Linked DNA regions of Mus musculus: regions 2, 3 and 4 are each linked to region 1. Evidence: chromatin contacts called from public HiCAR-type, HiChIP or PLAC-seq and promoter capture Hi-C data. All regions are on one chromosome and are shown on one strand. Each heading gives the region's core, a stretch centred on a gene start, on an enhancer-like site or on the middle of the called end of the contact. The rest is flanking DNA. Distances are from core to core; before and after follow the strand shown. Region 1 holds the start of 4930542N06Rik (a long non-coding RNA gene). Region 2 has its middle 27 kb from the start of Zfp326. Region 3 overlaps Lrrc8d (leucine rich repeat containing 8D). Region 4 overlaps Lrrc8d (leucine rich repeat containing 8D).

Evidence for each region. Promoter capture Hi-C pulls out the DNA fragments that hold promoters and counts their contacts. HiCAR-type assays count read pairs that join an accessible place to other places. HiChIP or PLAC-seq counts read pairs in DNA pulled down with a chosen protein or histone mark.
Region 2: a contact with region 1 is called in a promoter capture Hi-C map of the HPC-7 cell line, with 7 times the contacts expected there. The contact joins the enhancer-like site here to the promoter of 4930542N06Rik in region 1. A contact is called at or near these places in 23 of 39 promoter capture datasets (the 3T3-L1 cell line, 3T3-L1-derived adipocytes, the C10 cell line and 13 more), 12 of 15 datasets of contacts at CTCF or cohesin (CD8 T cells, the G1E-ER4 cell line, the NIH/3T3 cell line and 6 more), 129 of 484 Hi-C or Micro-C datasets (the 3T3-L1 cell line, 3T3-L1-derived adipocytes, the AtT-20 cell line and 70 more), 28 of 115 datasets of contacts at active chromatin or transcription factors (the 230-238 cell line, the HPC-7 cell line, the SCID.adh cell line and 20 more) and 4 of 9 other capture datasets (adipose tissue, embryonic stem cells, liver and 1 more).
Region 3: a FOXA1 HiChIP or PLAC-seq map of pancreatic cancer cells shows a contact between it and region 1. The contact joins the enhancer-like site here to the promoter of 4930542N06Rik in region 1. A contact is called at or near these places in 8 of 39 promoter capture datasets (the C10 cell line, the HPC-7 cell line, cranial neural crest and 5 more), 1 of 484 Hi-C or Micro-C datasets (3T3-L1-derived adipocytes), 6 of 115 datasets of contacts at active chromatin or transcription factors (bone marrow-derived macrophages, double positive thymocytes, embryonic basal ganglia and 3 more) and 3 of 9 other capture datasets (adipose tissue, embryonic stem cells and liver).
Region 4: a HiCAR-type map of astrocytes shows a contact between it and region 1, with 2.8 times the contacts expected there. The contact joins the enhancer-like site here to the promoter of 4930542N06Rik in region 1. A contact is called at or near these places in 17 of 39 promoter capture datasets (the 3T3-L1 cell line, the C10 cell line, the HPC-7 cell line and 12 more), 1 of 15 datasets of contacts at CTCF or cohesin (large pre-B cells), 3 of 484 Hi-C or Micro-C datasets (cortical neurons, embryonic stem cells and stem cell-derived neural progenitor cells), 20 of 115 datasets of contacts at active chromatin or transcription factors (the 230-238 cell line, DN3 thymocytes, the SCID.adh cell line and 15 more) and 3 of 9 other capture datasets (adipose tissue, embryonic stem cells and pancreatic islet).

Annotation. Positions count from the first base shown.
Region 1 is chr5:105,410,598-105,417,638 of GRCm38.p6, reverse strand. It overlaps 4930542N06Rik (a long non-coding RNA gene), which reads left to right and starts at 2,463. Exons shown (of 2, transcript XR_389449.3): 1 at 2,463-3,387; 2 at 4,155-4,353. It overlaps Lrrc8b (leucine rich repeat containing 8 family, member B), which reads right to left and starts at 1,864. Exons shown (of 5, transcript NM_001033550.3): 1 at 1,727-1,864. It overlaps Gm32051 (a long non-coding RNA gene), which reads right to left. Exons shown (of 2, transcript XR_389452.2): 2 at 3,717-4,586.
Region 2 is chr5:105,845,871-105,852,911 of GRCm38.p6, reverse strand. No RefSeq gene overlaps it. Among named protein-coding and RNA genes, the nearest start is that of Zfp326, 27 kb to the left of the region's middle. Within about 2 kb of position 3,466, at least 23 of the 459 cell types and tissues checked have an H3K27ac peak or open chromatin away from gene starts, as enhancers often do. A contact at or near this core is called in the HPC-7 cell line, Th2 cells, bone marrow-derived macrophages and 2 more, where this site is marked.
Region 3 is chr5:105,775,596-105,782,636 of GRCm38.p6, reverse strand. The region is part of intron 2 of Lrrc8d (leucine rich repeat containing 8D); the gene reads right to left. Among named protein-coding and RNA genes, the nearest start is that of Gm42166, 74 kb to the right of the region's middle. Within about 2 kb of position 3,161, at least 83 of the 459 cell types and tissues checked have an H3K27ac peak or open chromatin away from gene starts, as enhancers often do. A contact at or near this core is called in 3T3-L1-derived adipocytes, adipose tissue, bone marrow-derived macrophages and 1 more, where this site is marked.
Region 4 is chr5:105,713,778-105,720,818 of GRCm38.p6, reverse strand. All of the region lies in intron 1 of Lrrc8d (leucine rich repeat containing 8D), which reads right to left. Among named protein-coding and RNA genes, the nearest start is that of Gm42166, 13 kb to the right of the region's middle. Within about 2 kb of position 4,823, at least 69 of the 459 cell types and tissues checked have an H3K27ac peak or open chromatin away from gene starts, as enhancers often do. A contact at or near this core is called in Th17 cells, astrocytes, cortical neurons and 4 more, where this site is marked.

The sequences.
Region 1 (7,041 bases), core at 1,214-3,713:
AAACCTTTTCCCTTTTCAAATGCAGAAGAGAGACCAAAAAGACAAAGGACGGGTCATTGAGGGGAAATGCCCTACACGGTCATCTAAAAACACTTGTGTCCCTTCCAAACGTTACTGTTTAGAGCTACTTCTTAATTCAGGTGGATGTTTTCATCCTGAGGATTCTGGGAATCAGAATATCAGCGGGGACAGAGGTGGGGACAGGCCAACTGGACCTAAAGATAAATCCCAACGTGTCAAATACAGCCACTCACAATGTGAGCCCGTGCACTTTAGGTGTGTTGTGACAGCCTTCTGATCAGAAAGCACAGGAGTTTCAAGGAAGTCAACCGAATCCTAACGAGAAGATTACATTTCCCCCACCTGGGGAACTAGGCATAAGAAAGTCAGCATGACTCAAGGTGTGCTCATTGACAACTTGGCTTCTCCAAGCCCCATTTTTAGCTCAGAGCAGCACCAGGCATGTTAGGGCTTCAGGTTTTTAAATCGCTCAGGCCTCATTACCTGGGGGATTAACTATAGTTTTCTTATTCTTGTCAAGAACAGACCTGATCACGAGGAAGGCTCGGGGCAATAGAAAAGTGACATTGGCATCCGCAGCTCAGAACACAGTACTGTGCCTTCTTAGGAAGCGGGATTTGTTCATTTTGAGTGTACTGACACTGTAGTACACTCTCCCATATATACTTCAGTCATACATTTAGGCAAAAAACACAGATGTCCTGGAAAGCAGTTATTGTTACTATTATCATTGTCATATGCAACAGTAGTAGTACTTTGGAGGGCACTGAAGCCCCAACCTTGCCTTTGCTAAGCCTGTTGGGGCTACACTCTCAGTCTCTAATTTCTTAACGGACACTGAACAAATTATCTAAATTGGTTTCACATTTACGATATTTTAAACGTTCTCTCTTATTTTTATATAGCAGTTGTTTTTGTTTTGTTTTGTTTTGTTTTTTCCTGTTAAGTTCTCAGACAAGACCAGAATGTATTCAAGAAGTCCATACGCTGGTATTGACTTTTAAATTTAGGTTTGTCCTCTGGGGTGGGGGTGCAAAGGGATCCTAGTGGTAGTTTTTCTAACCACACATCAAAGTCTTCCACAAACACATGACTATAAGCAACCTACGGACTTTGGGAAGTCAGTTGAGGACACGGATTACCGAGCCTCTTCCTTCTGACCTGTCAGCACCTGCAACCTAGGAGGAGGAACCACCGAGTCTTTAAATGGAAATCAGTTGACCCCTTCCAGCTCAAACGCTAAAATCACAGCTGTAGGCCAGTAAATACCCCAGAGCATAAAATGTCGACAGGAGGCTCCAGGGCAGGGGGCAAACGGCGGGGACCTGGTGTGGACCCCCTCGAGCGAGCGCCTTCACTTAAGGGGAGACCAGGGTGGAGAGGGAGGGCCTTTCCCTTCGGGGGCGGGGAGGGGGGTGGTGGATACACAGGTGCGTGTTCAGCCGTAGGGACAACGAAGGCACCGCCTGGGCGCGGCCGCCCCCTCCTCTCGCCCCATCTGACCCCAACATCCAGGAGAGGTGCCCGCAAGGGACCGCGCCCTCCTTCCCCCGGGGGCGTGGGAGCCGGGCGACCGCGGCTTAGCAGGTGACTGTGCCACCTGCCCGCAGCGGGAGACCCAGGTGAGGCGCCGCCAGGTAACAGCACCTGCCCTGCCGCCCCCACCTGCTGCTGCGCTCCCCCTTCCCCCGCCGTCCCCGCCTACCTTCGTGTCGGAGCCCCCAGGCCCGCGCTGCCCGGCCGGCCGGGGCGAGCCGAGCGGCCGGCGCCCGCACTCCGGCGGCTGCGGCTCAGCGGGAAGCCCCGGCGCTGCCCGGCTCGCCGCCCCGGAGCCGCTCCATTGTGACGCGGCGCGCGCGGCCGGCCAATGGGCGCGCGGCGGCGCGAACCGCTGACTAAGTTCGCGCGCGGAGGAGGAGCGGAGCGCGCGGGCTGCGCAGGCTGCGCAGGCGGGAGCCGGGGACGCGCAGCGCCGCCTCCGAGCCGCCCTTACCCGGATCGCTCCGCCACCCGGCCCGAGAGTCCACCCGGCCTTGGGACGAACCGCGGGGGCCGGTGACTCACCCTCCTGCTGCACACAAAGCGCAGCTGCCACCTCCCGGAGCCAACGCCATGCGGCCGCCCGGATGCACTCGCCCAGCCTGGCATCCGCGGTGCATGGCAGCCACACGCCTCGCCAGGAGCTGGGGCTGCATTCCAGAAACCCAGGAGCCGGGCCTTATGGCCGTTCCCCAGGCGCTCCACCCCAGCAGAAGACCCCTGCCTTCTCACGTGTGCACCCCTGAGAAACTTGTTATTGACACAACTTACTCTACCAGGAAGGGTGGGGTGTGCCGCGCAGAGCCTGCCTTAGTGAAGTCCCTTTAACGCTCTTTAAGTCGAGTGACTGGAAAGGTTGTAGGGCCCCTGGGAAGGAGGAGAAACTAAGCAGCTTCTGGGCCTCCAATACCATCTTTTTCTTTCCAGTGTCTTTATCTTCAGCGTGAGGTGACAAGATAGAGGGAGTACACATAATAGTATTTCATTGAGGATGGTCACCTGTCCCCCATCCACATTCTTCTCCTGTTAATGGCCCTGTATTTGAAGAGTAACAGTGTGCCTTGCAAGTTAAGCAAAAATTTAATCCAAATTCAGAACTCTGGGCTATTTAATAGTTCTATCCTCCTCCTCGAATCTTTAACTCCCCCACACCCTCCCTGTTCTGTTTTAAGCTCAGTCTTTGTCCAGGTTATTTCTAGCACAAGGATTCAATTCAGCAAGATTTGTATCTCTTAGTTGCTATGGTGTTCCCATCCCTAGGTAACAAAACACTCCCAGAGGAGTAAAAGAAGACAGCATTTGAGTCACCTGATCAGTTGGGCACCCAATACCTCCACACACTACGAAGGTGTGGAAGACTGCGCTGTATCCAGTAGCGACCAGTCATATCAGAACTCCAGCCCGAACTGCCCTGGAAGTCACTGCTATACCCGGTCCTTGTCCAATTCACTCTGAGTGGCAGTTGCATTGAGTCTGAAGCAAACATTGAAAACACTGTGAGGACTAACGGCTCCACAGCTAAGAGCACAGACTGTTCTTGCAGAAGACCAGAATTCTGTTCACAGCTGCCGACAACTCCAGCTCCAAACGTTCTGACACCCTCTTCTGGCCTCCAAAGGCATCCACACATATATGCACCTACATATATGTGCTCCCACACACATGTGCACCTACATATATGTGCTCCCCCGCACACGTGCACCCACATACGTGGCACACACACTGCACACACACACATCTTTTTTTTTTAATTCTTTCATTTGAACATACAACATATTGTCATTAAATTGTGTGTATGACCTTGTGTACACATTTGTAATTCTAGATGTAAGTATGGCCCTCAAACTGCTTACCACCTGGACAAAGAGGTGTTTGTTTTTTTATTTTCTTGTTAAGATTTGTATTTTTATGTGAGCATACTGTAGCTGTCTTCAGACACACCAGAAGAGGGCATCCAATCCTGTTAGAGATGATTTTGAGCCACCACGTGGTTGTTGGGAATTGAACTCAGGACCTCTGGAAAAGCAGTGTTCTTAACCACTGAACCATCTCTCCAGCCCCCAGACAAAGAGTTTTTTAAGTATCAGTTTGAGGGGGAAAAGTAAGTGCTGTAATAGAATCAGAGTATTCTAACATTATAAGCTGGACGTTTCTGATTTTTTTCTTGGCTTAATGTTTGAGAAGGGACATTTCCTCCTCCAAGACCCTAATAATGTTTTCTGTCACAACAACATGGCTGCTTGTGTGACTTTGGGGAAGTTACTTAACCCTTTGTGTCCTCGTCTCTACAGCCAGAGATTATAAGCTTGGTGGTCAGTTTAAATTCAATGGGGATGCATATTAAAATCGGCTTCCTTGTTTGTAGCTCAACCTATCAATAGGAAGCAACGGAGATCAAGTTCATTCAAAATGTGTTACGTCTGGCAAACCCCACAGATGTAGCTGTTAAATGTGATTGCTGTTAATACATTCCTAATTTTCATCAGCAAATGATGGCAGTTCTTATTACGACAGTTGTAGGAGCCAGATAGAGGACTTTGTACTGCTCTGGAAACTCCTGGGCTGTCATTCAGGTTTTTCCGTTTTTGCTTTAGGCTCCAGGTGCATCATGGCCTCAGCTGCTCTCAAATCTGAAACCTGGCACATCAGCATCATCTTGGCCCTTAAAGAACATATTTGGTGTCTTCCTCTTGCTTATCTGCTCTGGACGTCATCTTAAAATGGTGGTTCATCTTCTCGGCTCTTCAGACAAGCTGTAGATTAGAGAAGCCAAAATAAAATGATCTAATTTTCTGCAATGCCTCACTCTTTCTGGCGGTAGGGTCTTTCCATTCATGTGACAAAGGGACTAAGACCAGAGGTGTGTGTGGTCAGTTCCTCTGTATAATTGATGGTCACTAAAGTCACAGATGTTAGAAAGTAAGGGATTGCTTCAAGTTTGTCATCTTATAGGTAGGTGAACTCAGTGACCCCAGGAAGGAATTTCCTAACTTGTGGGATTGGCAGGTCTCTCTTGTGTTAGTTTCCTGGAATAAAACAGAAAGGTCTTTGAGCAATATGTAAGCTCCACACCATGTGGCTGCCTTGATGAGGTGAGTTTTCTCTGCTCTTGGAAGAACTTTGGGTGGTTTATAAGAGACAGAATAGTATCCAGCATTAATAGTTCTTTCTCCAGAGGTCGGAGGGATGGCTTAGTGGTTAGTGAGATGACTTGGTGGTTAAGAGCACATGACTCACAACATCGTAGCACCAGCTTCAGGAAATCTGATGCCTCTGCCCTCCTCAAACACTTGCACTCATGTGCACCCCAACACACACACACACACACACACACACACACACACACAAGTTAAAAGTCAATCTTAAAATAGTTCTTTTTCATTTTAGTAATTTTTCAATTTCTGTGATAACGAGAAATCCTTTTTTAAAATGAAATATAGATCTGATAGAGGTGAAGACAGAATACCAAAGCAGCTATAGTAATGAATTATCTTAAAAATATAGACCCTCTTCTTGTAGAGACGGTATGTTCAGAGGGCACATCATCTCTCTCTCCTACTCCTCCTCTTCCAGTCTCTCGATATACAGCCCTGTATATACACGGTATACTCGCTATAGAGCCTGTATATACACGGTATACTCGCTATACAGCCCTGTATATACACTGTATAATCACTATACAGCCCTGTATATACACTGTATACTCACTATACAGTCCTGTATATACACTGTATACTCACTATACAGCCCTGTATATACACTGTATACTCACTATACAGTCCTGTATATACACTGTATACTCACTGTACAGCCCTGTATATACACTGTATACTCACTGTACAGCCCTGTATATACACTGTATACTCACTGTACAGCCCTGTATATACTATGTACACTAGGATGACCTTGATCCACCTTTGCTTGCAGAGTGCTGGGACCAAAAGCATACATAAGCCATGTGCAGCTAGCATAGTGCCTGCTAAAATGGATGTGAGCTGCAGTGCACACACATTTGGCTGGAAGTGTGCAAGGTTTTCTGTGAGCATCCATGTGAGTGAAGCCACCTGTCTATCACAACACCGCCTGTCATGGCCACACTTGGCACTGTGGGACTCAGGGTATCATTTGCTGTTCTCACCCCTGTAACCAATACCAGACAAGAAATCATGTGGGAAAGGAACTGTTTATTTTGTCTCCTGGCAGCTTGGAGGCAGAGGCAACTTACCAGGCTGTGGTGGCAGCAGTGTGCAGTCACTTATACCCAGGAGGAGGAAGGGAGAGGGAAACGCACAGTTATCCACTGGCCCTCCCCGCCCCAGCCATTTTATTCTGGGACCCCAGCACGTGGGCTGGTATAGCCCACTTTGAGGACTGGTCTCCTTCCCCCAAAGCTGTGTCTCATCCAAATGCCCTCAGTGCTCCTAAAACTAATCAAGTTGACCATGGAAAGAATGTAATAGCAAGGAGCGTACTGAACACAACCCTGAATATGGTCCATCCAGCTTAGGGGTTCTAATGTAAAACAGTGCTCTGAGGCTGCACTCTGCTTTCATGGCTTGGCTCAGGGCCTTGAGTCTGCTTTCAGGTCACAGCTGCTGTTCTGGAGGGGGACTCTATCTAGTACCACCCTATGCTGCTAAACTCTCAGCCTGCAGCAGCTCCAAGGTGGGTGGGGAAATGGGGTCAGGCCCGAAGACACAGACTTATAATTGTCTCTACAAGGCAGCATCGTCAGTCTCACAGTTGGTAGCTCTGTCGTCGTGTCCTGTCAGCCATCTGCTGCATCTGCCAGGTTAACTGCATCAGGTTGAGCATGCTGCCACTGCTGAAGAGTTGCTCTAACCTCCACAGGCTCTTGGTGACTGTGGCTTAGAGATAAGCTTTCCAGGAGCCTGGAACACATTCTGAGAATGGCTTTGAGAGTGGGCTCAGCAGGGAGGGCTCCCAGCCAGGCAGAAGATCAGGTATCTATACATGTGCTTGGAATAAGTTAGCTTGACCTAGAAAGCCAGACTGCCATTGTGCAAAGCCTGCTGTGAGCTTCTGTATGAGTCCATCGCCTAGTGTAGTCTCAGCCTCAAATAGTCATGGCCACAGAGTGTTCTTACCACCTGCTGTGTTATGCAACTCGATCTGCCTTAACCAAACACCATCTTCATCAGAACAGTGCTGTGAAGGTGGCGCTCCTCAGAGTCCTCCCCATGGGATCCTCTATGGTCCTCCCTGGGAGAAAACACAGTTCCTGCAGGAAGACTCGAGACATCCTCATTTGATCTGTCTTCTGGGAATTTGTCCAAATATTTCTTTGAAAGTTTCCCATGCATCCCATTTAAAGAAAAGATGCTGTCATCTGGGTCACATTGAGTCCATCCAAGCATCCTGGCTGTTGTTGACTCATGTCCATAAAAGGGAGGTGATTCTTAAGGAAATACGGGTGAGTGGAACCAGGTGGGAGCCCAGGGGTAAAGAAGTGGCTCCTGT
Region 2 (7,041 bases), core at 2,217-4,716, 430 kb before region 1:
TTCCAGAGGTCCTGAGTTCAAATCTCAGCAACCACATGGTGGCTCACAATCATCTGTAATGGGGTTTGATGCCCTCTTCTGGTGTGTCTGAAGACAGCCACAGTGCACTCATTTTATATATGTATATATATATATATATATATATATATATATATATATATATATATGAAATAAAATCTTTTTTAAAAAAAGGTCAAGAAATCGAAAATAAGAGCCGTTGACTTACAAATTGTTCCTGGAAGAAAAGAGCTGCGTAGGCTCAGGATCAGTGATAAATAAAATTTATTAGCCATATCCTGCGCTGTACTTAAAATGGGTGATATTAGTCCATTTCGTCTATACACTCTTCACATTAACTCAGTGAGGCATATAATACATATTATTACTATGTTGTCACTCTTACTTTATAGTGCAGAAAGCTTAGATGCAGGGAGATTTGGTCAGAGTGAAGTCAAAGCTTGTAAAGCCAGAACTTAAGCAAGTCCACATAACTTGTAGACAGGTTTCAACCTGAGGACACAGGGCCATAAGGACCCAGGAGGAGAAAAAAACAAAAAAACAAAAAACAAAAAAATCAAAAAGCAGAAAAACCCAAAATGAAACAATCAACAAAATAGAAGAAAGGGTGAGGCAAACGTCACCTGCTCTCCAGGCGAGGGAGAGGAAGGGAAACAGTTCCTGCAGCATCTAGGTGCATGCTGCAGCCTGTGAGTACCAGCATCTGGGTGCATGCTGCAGGCTGTGAGTACCAGCATCTGGGTGCATGCTGCAGCCTGTGAGTACCAGCATCTGGGTGCATGCTGCAGCCTGTGAGTACCAGCATCTGGGTGCATGCTGCAGGCTGTGAGTACCAGCATCTGGGTGCATGCTGCAGCCTGTGAGTACCAGCATCTGGGTGCATGCTGCAGCCTGTGAGTACCAGCATCTGGGTGCATGCTGCAGCCTGTGAGTACCAGCATCTGGGTGCATGCTGCAGCCTGTGAGTACCAGCATCTGGGTGCATGCTGCAGCCTGTGAGTACCAGCATCTGGGTGCATGCTGCAGGCTGTGAGTACCAGCATCTGGGTGCATGCTGCAGCCTGTGAGTACCAGCATCTGGGTGCATGCTGCAGCCTGTGAGTACCAGCATCTGGGTGCATGCTGCAGCCTGTGAGTACCAGCATCTGGGTGCATGCTGCAGCCTGTGAGTACCAGCATCTGGGTGCATGCTGCAGGCTGTGAGTACCAGCATCTGGGTGCATGCTGCAGGCTGTGAGTACCAGCATCTGGGTGCATGCTGCAGCCTGTGAGTACCAGCATCTGGGTGCATGCTGCAGGCTGTGAGTACCAGCATCTGGGTGCATGCTGCAGGCTGTGAGTACCAGCATCTGGGTGCATGCTGCAGGCTGTGAGTACCAGCATCTGGGTGCATGCTGCAGGCTGTGAGTACCAGCATCTGGGTGCATGCTGCAGCCTGTGAGTACCAGCATCTGGGTGCATGCTGCAGCCTGTGAGTACCAGCATCTGGGTGCATGCTGCAGGCTGTGAGTACCAGCATCTGGGTGCATGCTGCAGGCTGTGAGTACCAGCATCTGGGTGCATGCTGCAGCCTGTGAGTACCAGCATCTGGGTGCATGCTGCAGCCTGTGAGTACCAGCATCTGGGTGCATGCTGCAGCCTGTGAGTACCAGCATCTGGGTGCATGCTGCAGCCTGTGAGTACCAGCATCTGGGTGCATGCTGCAGGCTGTGAGTACCAGCATCTGGGTGCATGCTGCAGGCTGTGAGTACCAGCATCTGGGTGCATGCTGCAGGCTGTGAGTACCAGCATCTGGGTGCATGCTGCAGGCTGTGAGTACCAGCATCTGGGTGCATGCTGCAGCCTGTGAGTACCAGCATCTGGGTGCATGCTGCAGCCTGTGAGTACCAGCATCTGGGTGCATGCTGCAGCCTGTGAGTACCAGCATCTGGGTGCATGCTGCAGGCTGTGAGTACCAGCATCTGGGTGCATGCTGCAGCCTGTGAGTACCAGCATCTGGGTGCATGCTGCAGGCTGTGAGTACCAGCATCTGGGTGCATGCTGCAGGCTGTGAGTACCAGCATCTGGGTGCATGCTGCAAGCTGTGAGTACCAGCATCTGGGTGCATGCTGCAGCCTGTGAGTACCAGCATCTGGGTGCATGCTGCAGGCTGTGAGTACCAGCATCTGGGTGCATGCTGCAGGCTGTGAGTACCAGCATCTGGGTGCATGCTGCAAGCTGTGAGTACCAGCATCTGGGTGCATGCTGCAAGCTGTGAGTACCGGGAACACAGATGTCAAACACCACCCACAACAGGATCTATCTTCGCAGCTGTGTGCGAAGGGTTGGAGTTCAGACCAGGGTGGACTTTCCCACGTTGGGAAGCCAGTGGAAACAAATCTCTTCGAAAGCATTCTGAGTCAATGAGTCTCCACCTCATTCTATTCAGTCCCTTTTTGCCATAATTGCTTTGGAGACGCTCTTTTGCCATCATGAAATAAAATATTTAGCCTCTATTACACACTTATGCACATATGTTACACACACACATACATATATACATTACACACATACGCACATCTGTTACTCACATTTGCACATACGTTAGGGGAAAACACACCATCTAGGATGACCAACAGTCCTAGTTTGCTTAGGACTGAGGTTTGCTGGAACACAGGACTTTCATTTAAGCTGACACTACAATATAAAGGGGGAACTAATGAAGAGTAATTAAAATCAATTACCATGTACAAGAAACCCTTGGCTGGGTTACCTTAGTGGACTCACTGAAATAGCCAGTGGATGGACCAGAAGTGCCCAGACAAAGGATCTTCCAAGTGTCTGAGACTTTCTTGAAGACATAAATTACACAGAGCTACTTTATCTATAGGAAAAGTGAAAATTTTGAGGGAACACATACCAACCACTTCCTACATGTAGACCAGAAGAAAATAAATAAATAAATTTCCAGGCAATCTCACTTCAGGGTTGATTCTGAGGAACTTGGAGGGCCCTGCCCTTTCATAGGGGTTGAGTCTTTGGAAATTGGCCAACATGTGTAGCAGAGAGCCCAGGCAGTCACAATATGGGTTTGTTTAGTCCTCTCCAACTGCTTGGAGATACCCCGCCCTCAGTAAGCACTCGGGTGCATTGAGTCTGGCTGTGGGAAAAGGTACCAGACAGAATGGGGAGTTGGAAGTCGGGCTGACAGGGGTCTAAATCCCACCTAGCAAAGGCTAAGTCTTCAGACACTTTGAAGAGCTTGCCTGGTGCTTCAGTGTCCCACTTTTGAAGAATATCTGTGACACTGTAAGGAATACAGAACGCAGAACACCTTGCAGAGGCTGCATGACAGCTGTTTCTTTATTGTTATGTAGCAAAGCAGCAATTACCGCTAAGCAGAGGAAGTGGGGTGGGGGGGACACACACATTTCCAGTGGCCTACTTCCTGGAGAAAATAGATACCAGAGACAAGAGGAGGACTCAATAGTGACTAACTCAGGAGGATCCAACACTGGAGTCACAGTGCAGGATGAGGTCACCTGGGTTTGTCATTGGTGACAGGTGGCCTTGGTGCTGCACTACTGTAGCACTACTGAGTAGCTCAGAGGGAGTTTCATATTCAGAAAGCCTGGGTTCCCGTCTCAAGTATCCTTCTCGTCAGTAAGCTGGGAGGGAAAAAAGATCACTTCATTTCTCAGGATCTTTATAAGTACGAGTTTAATAATACCAGTTTATTATGACATTGAATGAGACATGGAAGACGCCTTGTTCTCAGCCAGACTCCAACACGGCCACCCTTAACTAACCGAAAGCTGTGACACCAGCATTGGAAGAGACTCGTTTGGGAGAATCCCTTCTCTGAGAAGACTTTTAAAAGCATCTACACCCCTCTCCCATATAAAGTCCCAACAGAACCAAAGTATGACTCCATCCAAGTTTGCTCTGGGGAACCAACGAGTTAATCGGACTACTTACAGAGTAGGGTCACAGGCAGAAGCATGGACGACCCTAGTGCAGTCCCACGGGAAAGCATTCACCCAGCATCCCTGATGGCTTCCCCATTATCCTCCCTCAGCCCATATGCTTCAGTGGCTGTTGTGTAATTAGGGCAGAACTTCACACAAATGGCTGTGAGGAGTGGCTAGAGTCCCAGGTGAGGGTCTAGTGACCCTCCGCAACTCCTCCTTCTCTGAAAGAGGGTCAGTGGTCATAAGACCTGCTCTTGGTGGCCTCTTTTAAGCACGGCTTACATGATGAAGACCCTAAAAGGTCTGATGAAGATGGATACAGTTCTGCCTAGAGAGCCACATACCACGACAGGCCTGAGCAATGTGAGCTTCAGTTCCTAGTGTTTCAGCCATGCCAGGGAGTTTCTGCCAGGGTTACAGGTAATATCCAAAAGTATTTCCATTCATTACACAGTGTCATCTTCACTGTGAGCCCCATGCTGACAGAGCTAGCCAGTTCAGAAACATGGCTGGTTGCCCTAACACAGAAAGGGTAAGACTATACCAGGCATCCTGACCTGCACCAGCCTGCAGTGTTTCTACACATATTCTTTCTGCCAGAGCAAATGATGTGGTACCTACCGCCTTCAACAGGTGGGAAATGAGGATTTCCAACAGGCTCTGCAGCAGCTCATTTTGTAGAATATACGGCTAGCATTCATGAGTCCTGGTGTTCCAGCCCCGGTGTTTCATAAACTGGGCATAGGGTCACACAACTCTAATTACAGATTTCTCTAGGGTAAGTAGAGACTGGAATGTATCCTCAAATTCAAAGCCAATTTGGATTCTACCAAAAAAAAAAAAAAAAGACCGTAGGTTGAGATATTTATGGACAGCCACAATGACTTCAGGTAGCAAAGACTTGAGAATGATTCAATCGTCTGTTTTCCCAGAGAAAGACTTGTTATGAATCAGCTTGTTGAGAACTGGCACTTTACCAAGGATATGTTTTCTTTTCTTAACGAAAATAAATTATTAGCAAATAGTCTTGCTGAGTTGCTGCCGTTTCCACCATGGTTTCCGTGGCCTTGCCTCTGCCGAGCGACAGCTGAGGCCTTCTCTTTACTACGAAGATTACCTTCTCTTGGTCAGAAAGCTGTGCTTACTTTGGTCTTTTCCCATTCCCATTTGGCCCACAGAATGGAAGACTCCAGCAGAAGTTATAGATTTGGAGCAGGCATGGTGGTACAGGCCTATAACCCCAGCAACTGAGAGGGTGTATGTATCAGGAATTCACAACCTCCCGGTGAGTTTAAGGAAGGACAGGTTGGTGGGCTACATAATACCCTCAAAAAAACAAAAACAAAAACAAAGGGGAAAATGGCATTTGAAATGGCCAGTGTTTTTGTGTTGTTGTTGTTTGTTTTTGTTTTTGTTATTTTAACTTTTAATGATCTAGAACTCATTCTATTGTCCAGGCTGGCCTCAAACTTGGAGGGATCATAGGCTTGAGCCATGACACCCAGCATTTCTTTACCATCTTTTAACATGTGGATTGATTTTCTACAGGGAGCCTTCTGTAAGCCCAGTGTGGGGTCAGGCACCAACCGTCTGATGTCACTGGGATAAAAGAACAACAGACATACTATTACTCATGGTTCCACGAGCAAGGGATTTTGGGCTCACTTAGCGGACCACTTTGGCATAGCAACAGTAATAACATCATCCAGGGATTATTGCTGTGGTTGTCACAGCAACAGTAATAATGTCATCCAGGGATGCAGTATCTGCCGGCCTGACTGAGTATGAAAGGTCTGCTCCCTAGGATTCTCCCTCACATGCTGGAAACAACACTGACGATGGAGGACTTCCCCTACAGAAGTGACCCAAAGGAAGAGCAGCTGTAGAGTCCTCAGGGCAAACTCAGAGTCACACCATGTCCCTTCTGCAGTACTCACCTGCCACAGAGCCGCAAGGGGGGTGATCACCAGGGGCAAGGATCGCTGAGGTATCCCGAGGGGCTACCAAGGAAGTAGGACAAGAGTTCTCTCAATGTAGCAGAAGACCCTCCCAGGAAAAAAGGTTGGAGGTGATGGTGATGGTGATGGAGGTGATAGCTCTGCTTTTCTGCTGCTCACAACCTAGCATCTAAGACAATTTCTAGCATGTAAAGGTGTCTCAATAGAAGGTTCTGTAATAAATAGACAGGAAAGCCTTTTTTAGATGTCTCTGTGAAATTGACAAACATGTATCTTTTCAGTTTCAAAGAAAGCAGCCCAATGGCTTGTAAACATTTTCTTACATCGTGGATATGGTAATTGCCGAGAAAAGAGTAAGACCTACTAAGCTTCCTCCAACTCAGCTTATTCTTATCAGAGCCTTTCTGAGTCCTGGTTCTCCACTCCATAAAGCCAGAGATTTGCATTAAATGATACCAAAAGCACTTCCAGGATGAATGTCTTGATACTATTTGTGCTGTTTGACCTCAACTTGAATTTCACTATATACCTAACACTAGACTTAGAGAAAACTATTTTTGATCTATACTCTGCTAGAAAATATATTATATCTAAAGTCTGATCTGTACCATCGACTGTTCTAGATGTGCCAGGCTTGGGGCTGAGCTGTATGGGCAGGACATGAAGATTCGAGAGTTCTCCTAAGAATTACTCTAATGGAAATTTGGTTGGAAAACAAGTATTTTTTAAAAAATATTTTTAAAGATTCATATATGCAAGTACACTGTAGCTGTCTTCAGACAATCCAGAAGAGGGAGTCAGATCTTGTTTCGAATGGTTGTGAGCCACCACGTGGTTGCTGGGATTTGAACTCCGAACCTTCGGAAAAGCAGTCGTGCTCTTACCCACTGAGCCATCTCACCAACCTGGAAAGTAAGTATTTTAAGACTTAGGGGAGAAAGGCAATTTTGAAAATGGTTTCTTGGATACCTGTTAAATTATGTGATTTCAGCATTCTGTTTTCTCGTGTCTGAGAATGCAAGAGATCAGGCTGGAAGCAGGAAGAGCACATGCAAGCTAGGTGTGCAGTGATGGCCTAGAGAACCGCCCACGTGTCATGGGGCACAGAACAGTTC
Region 3 (7,041 bases), core at 1,912-4,411, 360 kb before region 1:
CAGGAGAGGCCAGAGGAGTTCTTTGGGCTCCTTTTACAAGGGTATGTGTCTCTTCATTTACTAACGGGTCCCCAGGCTTTAGGTTTCAACAAAGCCATCTCAGGCAGAACATAAAGATGTAGGTGGGAACAGGAGCCCTCTGCTTCCAGGATGTATTACCACAACAAGAGGTTCAGCACATTCAGAAAGGCATCAGCAACTCGCCACACCGAAGCACAAGAATCCCAACTGCTCACAGCATCACTCCACAGACGTATCTCACGGAGGGTCCACTCCTATCACCTCTTACTAAGGTTACAGTACAAAATGCCAGGGACTGAGAACAGAGCCCAGGACAACATCTTGTATCAGATGTTACAGCATCTAAAATGTTGCCCCTGACAGCACTGATAGGATTTCTACTGCAGGGACCTGGCATCTACTCCAGGGAGTGGATGCCTGACTTGGGGACTGAGTGACTCCCACCAACCTCGGAGAACATTTCCCGAGATTTCTTTTCCTTCTTTCCTTTGCACATGATACTCCCTGCTCCCGGGGGAGTGTGCTAATTCTTCTCTTGCAATCCCGGCTGTCTTTTTTCCCCAGCTATCTGAGAAAATTAGGTCAAATTTGAACCATAAAGTTGGATATTTTCCTGTGTCAAAAAGCTTTGAGTGAAGCTGGGTGGACATGGACATGGTGGTGCAAACCTTTAATCCCAGCACTCGGGAGGCAGAGGCAGGTGGATCTCTTTTGAGTTCGAGGCCACCCTGGTCTACAGAGTGAGTTCCAGGGCTACAAAGAAACTCTGTCTCAAAAAAAGTCCTAGATAGATAGATAGATAGACAGACAGACAGACAGACAGACAGACAGACAGATAGGGCTTTGAGTGTGTCTGTCAAGCACCTGAATTCTGTAACCACACTCTAGGCCATAGAAAGCCCTTGTGCTCTTTAAGTGCGCCAAGCCGCACACCTCAGTCCCTCAGCCTCTGTGGGACTGCATCCGCAGAGGCTGTCACTGCCTCTACTGTCTCTCCACTTCAGTCTCCTTCAACGATTACCTTCCTGCTGATGCCCTTCCTAACCAGCTCCCACCCACTGCAATGTTTTCAGAGCCCTTGTAACCACGTGAAGGATTTTTATGATTAATTTGCTTATGTGTCCATAAGGTAAGACCTTAGCATGTAGGAGAGTGCCCAAGGTCTCTGTGTAATTTACCTTTAAAACAAAACAAAACACCCACACTGGACTCGGTCTCTACAGCCCCAGAACTTCCTATTAGACCAGGCAACCCTCTATAGCTAAAATTCTTCCTACCAGTGCCACTTAGCTGCTAGGATCAAAGGTGTACACCCACCACCATGTCCTGCTGGCCTGTTTGTAAAGAGCAACAGAAGTGGAGTTCAGGTTCCAGGCAGCAGCACCTCTCTAAAACAGCCCAGTGCTTTTTGTGTCCTGAGCTTCCTATGGGCCAGGCACACATGGTGGATGGGCTGGAGGCCATGAGCCAGGGTGGGAAAGACCTGGGCAACAAGCCGTGTTGCTTACGACACTCAGCTTTTGAGCAATTCTCAGGTAACAGGCATTATACACAGGGAGATGCAGGCTGAGAGACCTGTAGGAGAGAGAGCCCAGGCCAGGGAGAATAACCAGGAGGGCAAGCAGTGTTCCAGAACTGGACTCTTCAGCCATGAGGACAGGCTAGAAGGCCTGTCCAGAAACACACAGCTGATATAAGGTCGCATGAAAAGCAGGATTTTAGCTCAGCACCAGACACGTTGCAAGAATGCTGGGTATTATGGTAATTATAATTGATATCATGGTTACTATGACTATTAATAAGAGAATTCTCCATCAGATGTTTTCCTAGCGAAGTATTCCAATTAACACATAAGAACTGAGTGGGGAAAATAGAAAACTCACCATCAGGCAAACACCGTGGAAATGGCCGAGAGGCCGGATGCTGAGCTCAGTGGGCAAAAGGATAATGAAAAGCTAGACAGCGGCATGGCCCACAGCGCTTCTCCATCACACACATACCGCGGTGGGAAAGGCAGCAGATTTACAATGGGCTGAGCACAGACTCTGTTATGTGCCGTCCCCAGTGACAAGATGCACCAGCGTTACGGCTGTCTGTGTGTCTTAATATGATAACCTGGGAAGAAAATGGCACTTCTGTGGCCTCTTTTTTTTTTTTTTTTTTCAAATCCCTTTTTTTAAAGATTTATTTATTTATTATATGTAAGTACACTGTAGCTGTCTTCAGACACTCCAGAAGAGAGAGTCAGATCTCCTTACAGATGGTTGTGAGCCACCATGTGGTTGCTGGGATTTGAACTCCTGACCTTCGGAAGAGCAGTCGGGTGCTCTTACCCACTGAGCCATCTCACCAGCCCTTTTTTTTTTTTTTTTTTTTTTTTTTTTTAAAGATTTTATTTATTTATTATATGTAAGTACATTGTAGCTGTCTTCAGCCACTCCAGAAGAGGGAGTCAGAGGGAGTCAGATCTCTTTAAGGATGGTTGTGAGCCACCATGTGGTTGCTGGGATTTGAACTCTGGACCTTCGGAAGAGCAGTCGGGTGCTCTTACCCACTGAGCCATCTCACCAGCCCCTTCTGTGGCCTCTTAACTAAAAAGTGTGAGGCTTCCATCCAATCATACCCGCCCAAACCATAAAGGCACAAAATACCAGCAGGCTTCAAGAGAATCTGAGGAACTACTAGGACTGAGGGAGGGGGGAGGTTAGGAGTTGTGTGAAATCTGCACAGGACAATGACTGATGGGAAAATTGGTGGAATTTAAGGTGGAAGATGACCCGATTGGTCAACATGGATGCTACCTTCCACTTCCACCATCATGAGACACACGAGACATTAACTTCTGGAGAAGCTGGGAAAAAGGTATCTGAGAATTCCATGCATGGTTTGCGTGATTTTCCTCAAGTCTAAAATGTTTCAAAACCAAAAACACTGAAATAATGGATGAAACAGAGCCAGGAACTGGAGATTCTGGCAGAGATACAGGGGATGAGGAGAGGCTGAGTCAGACCTGAATTCTGGCTTCTGGGATTCCAGACCAAAGGACTTAAGGAAAATAGACAAAAGTGTACCTAGCCCAGGGCTACGAATACCAGAACCTTGACTCTAACCAGAAAGAGAACTGTTCTGGTTTGAACAGTGGCTCGAGGGTGGAGTTGGTCCAGTTCCTGGTGACTCAGCCACAGAGCTAAGCATTCACTAACAAGTCCTTGCAACACGGAGGCCCCAGGCCTGGGTGCCTAGGGTGTGGTGTACTCCTCCTACGATGCTCCTGGAGCATTTTGGATGAGAGCAGGGGAAAGGGACCCAAGGAGACGGAGGTCTCACTATTTAGACAAGGCTAGCCTTAAATGCATAATCCTCCTGCTTCAATTTTTCTTGTGTTGTGAGTTTCTGGAGCCCCTGTTTAAAATAAACATTTAAGAAAATATAATACAGTTTTAGGTTTACAGAAAAGTTAGGAGTATTACCAAGGGTTACAATTTATCTCATACTCAGTTTCCCCTGTTGTTAAGGTCTCACATCAGTGTGGCACATTTGTCAAAATGTATCCAATACAAACAGCAAGACACAGTAATGTTCACATTCTGTTGATTTCCTAGGGCTACTTTCTATCTAGGATCCCATGCAGGGCATGTGACATTCATTACTGCCTACTTCTGAGGTTCCTATTGTTTCCTACAATTTCTTGGCTTTTTTTGTTTGATAGCCTCGACCGTTTAGAGAAGTGTTGGTCAGGTATGAACTTCCACTGACATTTGTCTGACGTTTTCATCATGGTTTTAAGACTATGGGTTTTAGGGAGGTGAAAGGTTACCCCACTTTTTGCTATGAACAATGTGTGGTTTTGTTTTACAATAAAAGCTATGGTATGTGTGCTTGTTTGCATGTGATCTTGTCAATCTCAAACATATTTCCTTTTATTAAGTGGGCTGCACAAGTGTCATTTTTATGGGCTGTGAATACACTCTGCTTCAAAATAAAAGCCAAAGGAGACTAAGGATGTAGCTATTGACGGGAGCTAGACAAAGTATCTCAACATGGCGATCTCCTGTGAAGAAAGACCAAGTCACGAAGAAGTCATCTAAATGTCCAAGAGACATTTGTTCCACCTTAGGAAAACCCATGTAACAGAAACTGGAGGACACAAAAACTGACTGCCTGCTCGGCCTCCGTAGTCTGAAGTCTGAGGGAGGAGGTGCTTTCCTATCCAGGATTTGTGTTCATTCCAGCTAAGTAAACAGAGAGGAGGACAGACCGACGTACCCATGACAGCAGCAGGAGGGTCTTCAGAGCTGCTGTGTAGTGCCCTTTGCTGTCCTTCAGGGGCCAGAACACAGTAAAACCTTCTAATAGAAATAGTCCGCTATCAGAACACACAGATACAATTATAAAACTACGGTGTCCTAATGTCCTATGATTTATTACGAAGGAGAAATAAAATGGGGGAGGGGAGCACTAGTTACCATGGTCAAGGCCCTGGGTTTGATTCCCAGTCCAACGGTAACAACAAAGGGAGGAAGAGGGTCTGTGTCAAGATCCAAATTTTCTTGGTCATTCTTTAAAGGAAGATGGATGTCCAGGCTCTCACAACCCATAGTTCATGCACATGTAGGAATACTTCTAGATAGAATAAACACTATGTATAGTGCTTTAGGCAGGAAGACCCACGTGAGTGGACGTCACACAGGCAATACTGACTCGACCAATGCCTGATGTGACTGAGGAAGAGAGCTTGTGTGAAGCAGTCATGGGAAATGAAGGAAGGGGAAGGGTTTATTTAACCAGAGGTCAAAGGGCACGGAAGCCCGAAGGGAGTTAGGCTTTATGTAGTAGGTAATAGAGAGTACAGATTCACACTGACATGAAAGTGCTTTAGAAAGTGAAATTCCTGGCTCGGAGACACAAGGAAAGCTGGGTGTGGTGGCTCTCGCCCAGAAGCCCAACTCTGAAGGGTGAAGCCGGACACAGCCTTGAGTTCGAGACAGGAGAGGGTGAGTGTGGGGCAGAGAGAGGGCTGCAGCTAGAACTCTGCAGGAAACGGAGAGGCTGGGGCAGAAGCTGAGAGGTTGTGTTCAAAAGGGGCAACCTTGGTGGGAACTGTGATAGCTTTAAAAAGAAACAAAGACCAGGGCAACAAGGTCACACTGGGAAATCTGCGGGGATCCTAGTGTCATCTAGTTATTCATTTGCAGACTGTTCTCTGGGTCAGGCTGTGTGTGCTGGGGCTTAATAAGTCTCACTTCTCTCTTCACCCTCCCAACTCGGGGAGAAACTATTGCTCTAGTTCACGATGGGGACGTGGATGTACAGAGCAGCTTGTGGGAGTCTCTCTGCTTAGAACCAGAGCTCACGTTTGCCAAATTCCACAGCTCTTACCCCCACGTTACCGCCCCAGGGTCAAGCGTGAAAAAGCAGCAGCATTCCCTAAATAAAGGCACTGCTCTGGATGCCCTGCCCCGCCCTGCCTCGCCCCTGCTTCCACTAGGGCAGAGCATCATAGATGCAGCTTCTGATATGTGGATGTGGATAAACACAGCACTTAAGAGTGCTAAGCAGGTGTTCGGTATTATTTTTAATTATTAAGTGGGAGTTTTCCTCCTGTGACTAATATCTTGATATAGAAAGGGCCCCACCTCACCTAGACTACTTCTTCTGCAGCTCACTCTGAAGACGAACATATTAAAGGCTTACTGTAAGAACATTTTCCCTCAAGGCACTCCGGGGCCTAGATGAAAATCCCTCCCGTAGTTTCAGGTGCGGACTGTGGCCTGACAGATACTCCTCCAACACAATGACCTACTTTCCCAGCAGTGAGAAAGCAAGAAAATGTTAGCGTAGACCAACCAGCCTCCTGCTTTGTCTTCCTGCAAATCATACCTGGAGAATATGAGCAATGCTGATCAAAGCGAGAGGGCTGAGGTCTCCACCCTGTGCTGGGGCTGGAGTCAGCGGAGAGCTGGGTGCTTAGAGGTGGCAGCCACTGGGGCATGCACAGAGGACCATGCTTTCCCAAGTCCTGTCTTCACTGACAGCCACACACTACTGTGTGGGGAGCAGACACTGAAGTATTATTTTACAAAGGAAGTAATTAAGGCCTCCAGAGACCTGCATCTTCGACACGGTCACTATGCCAACGACACCACTTGGACTATATATGATGCTGTGGGGCACACTGGGGGTGTCCATCAGCACCCCCCCCCCCCACACACACACACACATCTCTTCCAGACAAACTGTGTGTCTTAGTCAGGGTTTCTATTCCTGCACAAACATCATGACCAAGAAGCAAGTTGGGGAGGAAAGGGTTTATTCAGCTTACACTTCCACGTTGCTGTTCATCACCAAGGAAGTCAGGACTGGAACTCAAGCAGGGCAGGAAGCAGGAGCTGATGCAGAGGCCATGGAGGGATGTTCTTTACTGGCTTGCTTCCCCTGGCTTGCTCAGCCTGCTCTCTTATAGAACCCAAGACCACCAGCCCAGAGATGGTCCCACCCACAAGGGGCCTTTCCCCCTTGATCACTAATTGAGAAAATACCCCACAGCTGGATCTCATGGAGTCATTTCCCCAACTGAAGCTCCTTTCTCTGTGATAACCCCAGCCTGTGTCAAGTTGACACATAAACCAGCCAGTACATTGTGTGAGCAGTACTAGTCCCCACAGCCCAGAATTCATAGCAGAGGCCAGCATTCTGAGACCTCTTTCTAGCAAAAAAGTTGGCTGAGAGAGTGGGACTTCCTAGGACTCAAAAGCCCACCAGTCTCTTTCCCACCATGACCTCTGACCTGGGTGTGAGTTTCTTTTCATTCTAAAACCCGAACCCCTGTTGTGATCCCACAACTTCTCCAACTGGATCACCACAGTACCATCTACCATCAAAAGCAGTTTCTAGAAGCAGCTTTGGGATAGCCCTTTATAAACCCCAGTACTTTCTAAAGAAAGTCTAAATAAACTCTCAAGGCTGAAAGTCCTCACCTGCCACATTTCTGCTTCAACTCTTTCCTCCACGTGTCTTAGG
Region 4 (7,041 bases), core at 3,574-6,073, 300 kb before region 1:
AGACATGTGCCACTTCGCCCCTCCTGATAGTCAAACGTTTTAAACACTAACTCTGGCTCAAGAAAATGTCAATCATGACACATGTATGACGTAATGTCCTGCCTTCACCAGTCCCTACAAAATTATCTCGATAAATTGTCAGGAAACAGAGAAAAATTTAGTTTGCCCCAAGTCCTTGCCAGTACATTCTTCCAGCACCCTGGCTGGCTACAGTAGCTGTTTTCTTGTCTTACTGTGTAACTCCAGCAGCCTGGAACTCACTATGGAGACCAGGCTGTTGTTCACTCATCCAACACTCAGAGATCCTCCTGCCTCTGCTGGTCTGTCTCTAGGGTGTTAGAATAAAGGCCTGGCCACAGTATCTACATTTTAACAAATTACCAGCAGGACACCTGAGCGTGTGCCTTCCCCAGTAGAGTGGTCGGATGTCACGGTTATGAGTACATCTAAATCCTCAGATCTTCCTTTCCACGGCAACAGTGTAGCCACTGGTCACCACACTACAGAGAGAGCAGCAGCACAACAGGAATCTAGAGTCTGATAAAAGTTACAGAATAAAAGAGCAACTACAAGAAAGTGCAGATATTTGCAGCAAGGCCAACCAGGAAGAGCCACTGCTTCCTCCACCTGACAGCACCATAGATTTCCAGACTGCAGAACTGCCTGGCTCAGAGGCAGCTGAACTCGCAACTGCAGGGAGCTGACTAACCTGATAGACTTCATGCACTTAGATCTTAGTAGCAGTTGATACAGTGACCTGAGAAGCCAGGACCCCTGATCAACTGCAACTTCCGTGGCCCCCAAGAACCACAGAGCAACCAAGCAGCCTAGAGGCAGAGAGCCGATACCTTTACTAACAAGGGGAGGAAAAGAGCCAGAAGAAACACCATTTAATCTCTACTCAGAAGTAACAGAAACTGTTCACATTGGTATAATCAAATTTGCATAGAACATTAATTTGAGAGGTGCGGGAAGGGCAAATGAGGGTGAGCAAAGGGCTCAGTCAAAGTAACAGAGATGGTAGATAAACAAGCTGCTACAGTGCTGTGCTCCTTTTAATTCTCAAAGGAGGTCCTGTAGGTGTCCATGCCCAGTATCTGCCTCTAGCCCCAAGATGGCAAGACAGTGGGGATATGCTTGAAACTCTAGGACCCGAGGCTGATCACCATCAAATACATCCTGATATTCCACTAATCAGTAAAGTTCCATGACAAATGCCATCCCCTGAATGAAAAGCCGATGGTCCGTTTGTACTCTGGCTCAGTACACACACGGCTGGGACTGGAGGTCGTGAGAAAAGTTTGCAGATACGTGCTGGGATGAAGAACAGCAGACACAGGGAGAAGAGAACTAAAATTTGGGCTAACCTTGTTATTTTAAGCATAAATTATCATTTCTAATGTCTTTAATGCTGAAAAATAGCTTCTCCCTTGACAGAACTGTTTACCTTCTCAGAAAAAAATAATTATCCTTCAAAAGTCATGGCTAGCATCATTTCTCAGTTGGTGTCCTATCTGCCTAGCATGCCTGAGGCTGCTGGACTCGTCCCCAGGAGAGAATAAACGGGGCTGGGTGGTCCTCATCTGTAATCTCCAGACCTGGGGAGTTTAGAGGTAAGGCGATAAGAAGTTGAACAATACACTTGGCTACAAAAGAGGTTCAAGGCCAGACTGAGCTACAACCTTGCCTCAAAAGTCAGCAGCTGCTACAAAGTTTAAAAGAGAAGAGTGGGCCAGTCATAGAGATGCCTTTAGTCCCAGCACTCAGGAGACTGAGGTAAGACCTCTGTGGGTCTGAGGCCAATCTGGGCTACATAGCCAGATTCTGATCAGTCAGGGCTACACAGGGAGACCCTGTCAGGAAAGAAAGAACAGCCGGGCAGAGGTGGTGCACACCTTTAATCCCAGCACTTGGGAGGCAGAGGCAGGCAGATTCCTGAGTTTGAGGCCAGCCTGGTCTACAGAGTGAGTTCCAGGACAGCCAGGGCTATACAGAGAAACCCTGTCTTGAAAAACCAAAAAAGAAAGAGAGAGAGAGAGAACAGAAAGCAAAAAAGGAAAGAAAAGAAGGGAGGGAGGAGGGTTTGTAAAGGCCTTTACTCAGTGGATCACAGGAAATGTACAAGTGACCATCTCAGGGCTCCAAAGAGTCTAAAGAATGAACTGAGAAATAAGGAGGGGCGGGGAAAGCCTCCCCACCCCAGGATAGGGGCTTCAGCTATAGGATACAGGCTCCAGCTGTATCCTAGCAAGCTTGTTTATGTAAGCAAGGCGTGCTCCTAGAAAATAAAAAGCCTTAAAAGAAGGAACCCTACGTAATTGAAACTTCCTGATACGTCAGTCACTCTCGGGACTCTTGTCTGTGGTCTGGGCAGCTATTTTCAAAAGGACAGATCTCGCCAGGGACAGAAGTATGGAAGGACTGCCTCTGGGCTGCAGTTACGACAATAACGATAGCAACAAAAATAACGATAGCAACAACTAACTCTGAGCCAGGAACTACTGCATCCGTTTTACATAAATTATCCTCACCACTAACCACACACTCACATCTTCATTTTAAAAGGAAGTCATGTCACTTTGCCGTGGACCTTTATCAGCTAGTGGCACAGTAGGGCTGTAATGTAGGCAAGACTCCAGAAGGCATATTATATAGTGTGATAGTCAAGGGAGACAGGCAGCCAACAGTAAACCCCCATCTTCCATTTCCTTCTAATATACGAAAGAGGAGAGTTTTACACAATGGTATGAAATGCAGAGCAAGCTGAGCACTCCTCTAGCTACAAGTGGAGAGATGGCATAGACAGCATATGTCCAATGACAATGCTCTGAAGTTACACTTATTTACAGGGAATAGAAACACACTGTGGGACTGGAGGTAGTTCAAGGTGTGAGCGCTACATTTCAGCTCCCCAGCATACATACACACACACATACACACTCAAGCTAGACAGTCACACATCTGTAATCTGGGGGCGGGGGTGGGGAGCAGGAGGCAGCAGACATGACAGCTAGCTCCCCAGAATTCACTGGCACAACCAGAGCATTTGTGAGCAACAAATCCACTTAGAATCTCTATCTCTGGCACAACCAGTCAATTTGTGAGCAACAAGTCCACTTAGAATCCCTATCTCAAAAGATAGGTGGAGATCAATGGAGAGAAATACCACGCCGGCAGACAGTTGGCCTCAGACTGGTGTGCATACACTCACACTCATGATTGCGTGCGAGTGAGTGCATGCATGCAGGGTCTGATGACTGGTCTCTTCTCAGAGTTTAAAAATCTCCCATACAAACTGCAGATTGGCTGTAAGCCAGACTCTCCTCCTAAATGTCCCAAAGTCCTTGCCAGAGTGTACAGTCACACGCAGGCTCCTTGAACAGTTTCTCAGGCCTTACCCCAGATCTGCTGCCTCGGAGTGACAGCAGGGGAGCTTGTGGAAGCTGTGCATTTAAATAATTCCCAGGTCCTAAGGAACGCCCCCCACCCCACCCCACCCCCAGCTGCTCTGGCCATGCTGCAGACACACTGCTGCTTTCTCTCCCTTCTCAAGAACCTACGGTTGGGGGGGTGGGGGGGGTTATGGTCCAGGCCTGTAGTCCCAGCACACGAGGGGCAGAAGCAGAAGAATAAGGCCTTCAAGGCCAGCCTGAGCTACATAAAACTCTGTCTCAGAAAATGAAGAGAAATGGTCAGGTGACTCAGCCACCTAGGGAAATGCTTGTCACACCAACCTGAGGACCTGAGTTTAGCCCCAAGAACCACCGGAAAAGGACAGGGCTGCTTCCCAAACACACTGACAGTGGCTGGCACATGCCATGCATGCACCCATGATCTCTGATAAGTAATACAATTAATTTTTTACAACTAAAAGATTCCATCCTCGAATGGAATGCCTTTTGTTCAAAAGCCCATACTCCACAGCAGGATGCGTTGACCCTCCAAACATGCCCCACACCTCCTCTGACCCCCAGTCTGCCACAGAACCAAGTTATAGGCTGTCCCAAGGTCCCTCCCTCTCTTACTACCTGTCACCATCTCCTTTACCAGTCAGCTCCTGCTCAAGTCACCCCTAGACTTTGCAGTCAAAATTAGTCTCCCCCTTAGAGAAACTGCCCCCAAAGCGCAGCTCATACAAGTACGCAGTACAGACTGTGGGCTGCCACGTGCCAAATCCTCTACAGCTACTCTCATGCTGGCTGCTACTCCCATGCTGGCTGCTCCCTTAAAGCAGGGTGAACACAGAGAATTGCACACCTTGAGTGCCAGACTTGAGTCGAACGTTTCACTGAGTTACAGCCCAGCATGGTAATGCTGACATGTTACTTTGTGCGAACCCCAGTTTTAGAATCTCTGATATGGGACAGAGATGGCAATGGCCTTCAGGACTGAGGGGGGAAAGCTTGGAGAGTTTAGACAAAATGCATTATTAAAGTGGTCACTGTCTTGTGGTCAATGATAGGACCTCCACGTACTTCCTCTCCTGCTGAAGTGCATGGTAGACAGAGCGATACTCAAAAGGGTCCTCTTTTCTCAAAATAAAAAGGAAGGGAAGGAGGAAAAGGAGGAGGGAGAGGGATTTAAAGTCATAAACAGGGACTTCTGAAAACCCTTTCTCCTTACTCAGTTTTGTTCTGCTGTGAAGGGCCTTTCATAATATTTCTATTGAAAAGCCATTCCTTGCTTTCCTCAAAAAAAAAAAAAAAAAAAAAATCAATGTACCAAGTTTTAGGCACAAGCCCCTCAGTCTCCCTCCCACTCCAGCTTGGCTTTCCACGATGATCTACAGTAACTGCCTGCAGCCAGTGTTGCTGCCCAGAGAATCGCCTGCTTCACCCTTAAAACAAATAGCACTTTGTGGGGAAACTGGAAGCCAGCCCAAAGGAGGAGGAGAGAGAAACCAAGAAAAAAAGAGTTGGGGCCAGAAATGGAGTCAACGCCCACACTCTGGTCTCCACACTAACACAGGTAAGAAGGGACTGAAAGAAAGAGTTCAGACCAGCACAGCCTTACCCACCTACCCACCTCCCCACTCACTATGGAAAACGAATTCCCAGGCTCTGCAAGGTTGTGATGGGCAGCTCATTATCCATCACATGTGGCTTTTGTTGTTAATGAAACACTGTTGCATGTAGAAGCTCCTAACCCTCGCCAAGCCAGTTACTGCAGAGATGGGCCCCTCCCCCTCGCACAGGGGAGGAACCGCAAGTTTTAAGAAAGCCAAGGTCACACGGTGTGCAGGCTGAAGAAGACACGGAGAGCTCAGAACTCCCGTTCTTTAAGCCCCAAAGCCCAGGTCTTTCCCACAGCTCACATCGATTATAAGAGGCGATTTTAAAATACACTTTGGAAGCTCACCAAGCGCACGCCTGTGAAGGACAGGTAAAACAAGGCAGGTTTTGTGTTCCTGAAAAGAATTTGGTGGCAGGGATGAGGGTTGTCACAGCAACAGGCTCTCGGTACAGTCTCAGACTGGTCAGTCCACTGTCTGGAACATGGCTCCAGGAAGGCTGGAGTTGGGCTCTCTGTTCTATGCTTCATTTGCTCGTGCCGGTTACGGGAAGCTCATGAGCAGAGGCATAGGATTTTCTTTGTTTCCAGTGGAACTCTGATGTTGATCTCAAGACTGTAGTGATATGGAAAGTTAAGGAAATGTCTAGAACAGATCTGCAGGCCAAGCACGGTATCCCCACACCTGCAATCCCAGTACTTGGGAGGCAGACACAGCCGAATCACTGTGGGTTCAAGGGCAGCTGAGCCTGAGGGAGATCTGTTTAAAAAAAAAAAAAGGCCAAATTAAACAAACAAGCAAACAAACAAAGCAAATGTAGAAGTATGGGTGCTTCCAGACTGGGTGCCCGGGGTGCCTTCTCTCTTCACTTTACACAATTTCACTTTATAAGGAGATTGATGAAGGCATCTTGAGGGGGTAGGGAGAGCCAAGCAGTAGTCAAGCAGTAGTGGTGCATGCCTTTGATCCCAGCATTGCTTTTACATTAGCCGGGATCCTGAAGCTAGCCTGCTTAGGTTCAAATCACCCCTCTTTCACTTAACTATAATCCAGACTATGTGACCTTGAATTACTCGGCTGTCCTTGGTGACTGGGCGGAGCAGCTGATGGAAGACTGACCTTGGTTTCCCTGCTACAAAACAGGTCTGCTGTGCAGAATTCTGTGCAGAATAAATGAGCTAAGGCAGTAATAAAGCGCTCCCCACCACAGCGGGCACCAGGCAAGCTGCAATCGCATTCCCTCTGGGTGCTTCCAGACTGGGTGCCTGGGGTGCCTTCTCTCTTCACTTTACACAATTTCACTTTATAAGGAACTTGATGAAGGCATCTTGAGGGGGTAAGGAGAGCCAGGCAGTAGTAGTGCATGCCTTTGATCCCAGCATTACTTGGGAGGCAGAGCCAGGCAGATCTCAGTGAGTTCAAGGCCAGCCAAGGCTGTTACAGAGCAACCCTCCCAAAAAACAAAGAACATGTCTCGTACAACTTTTTAGTTCACAATGTCCCAAACCACTGCAAAGACACTTCCTGCGTGTGAAGAATGTACCTACTCTTCTGATACCACAAACTTGTTCCATAATGAGAGAAGGAAAAACATCCACGCCAAATCCATACTGTTGTAAGCATTTGCCGAGGGACTTTTAAATGCAGCCATTCTAAAACCCTTAAAACACTGGAAATTTAAAGCTTGATTGGCTAGAGCCATCCCCCTGACCCCCAATACTCCCAAGCCATGGAAACAAGGTGTGTTAGCAGCACACACCTGAAACTAAGCAAGGCAGAAAATCCCAAGTTTCAAAGTTCAAGGTTAGGGCAGAAGAGATGGTCCTTCTGGCGGACCCAGGTTCAAGTCCTCGTACCCAGTTAGCAGCTCACAACCCTCTGTTGTTCCAATTCCAAGGGACCCAATGCTTTCTTGCCCTCTTCTGACCTCAGGACACCAGGCATGCGTGTGGCATACAGACATGCATGCAAGCAAAACACTTATACACATAAAATTAAAAACCTTTTACAACCCTCAAGATTAGCCTCAG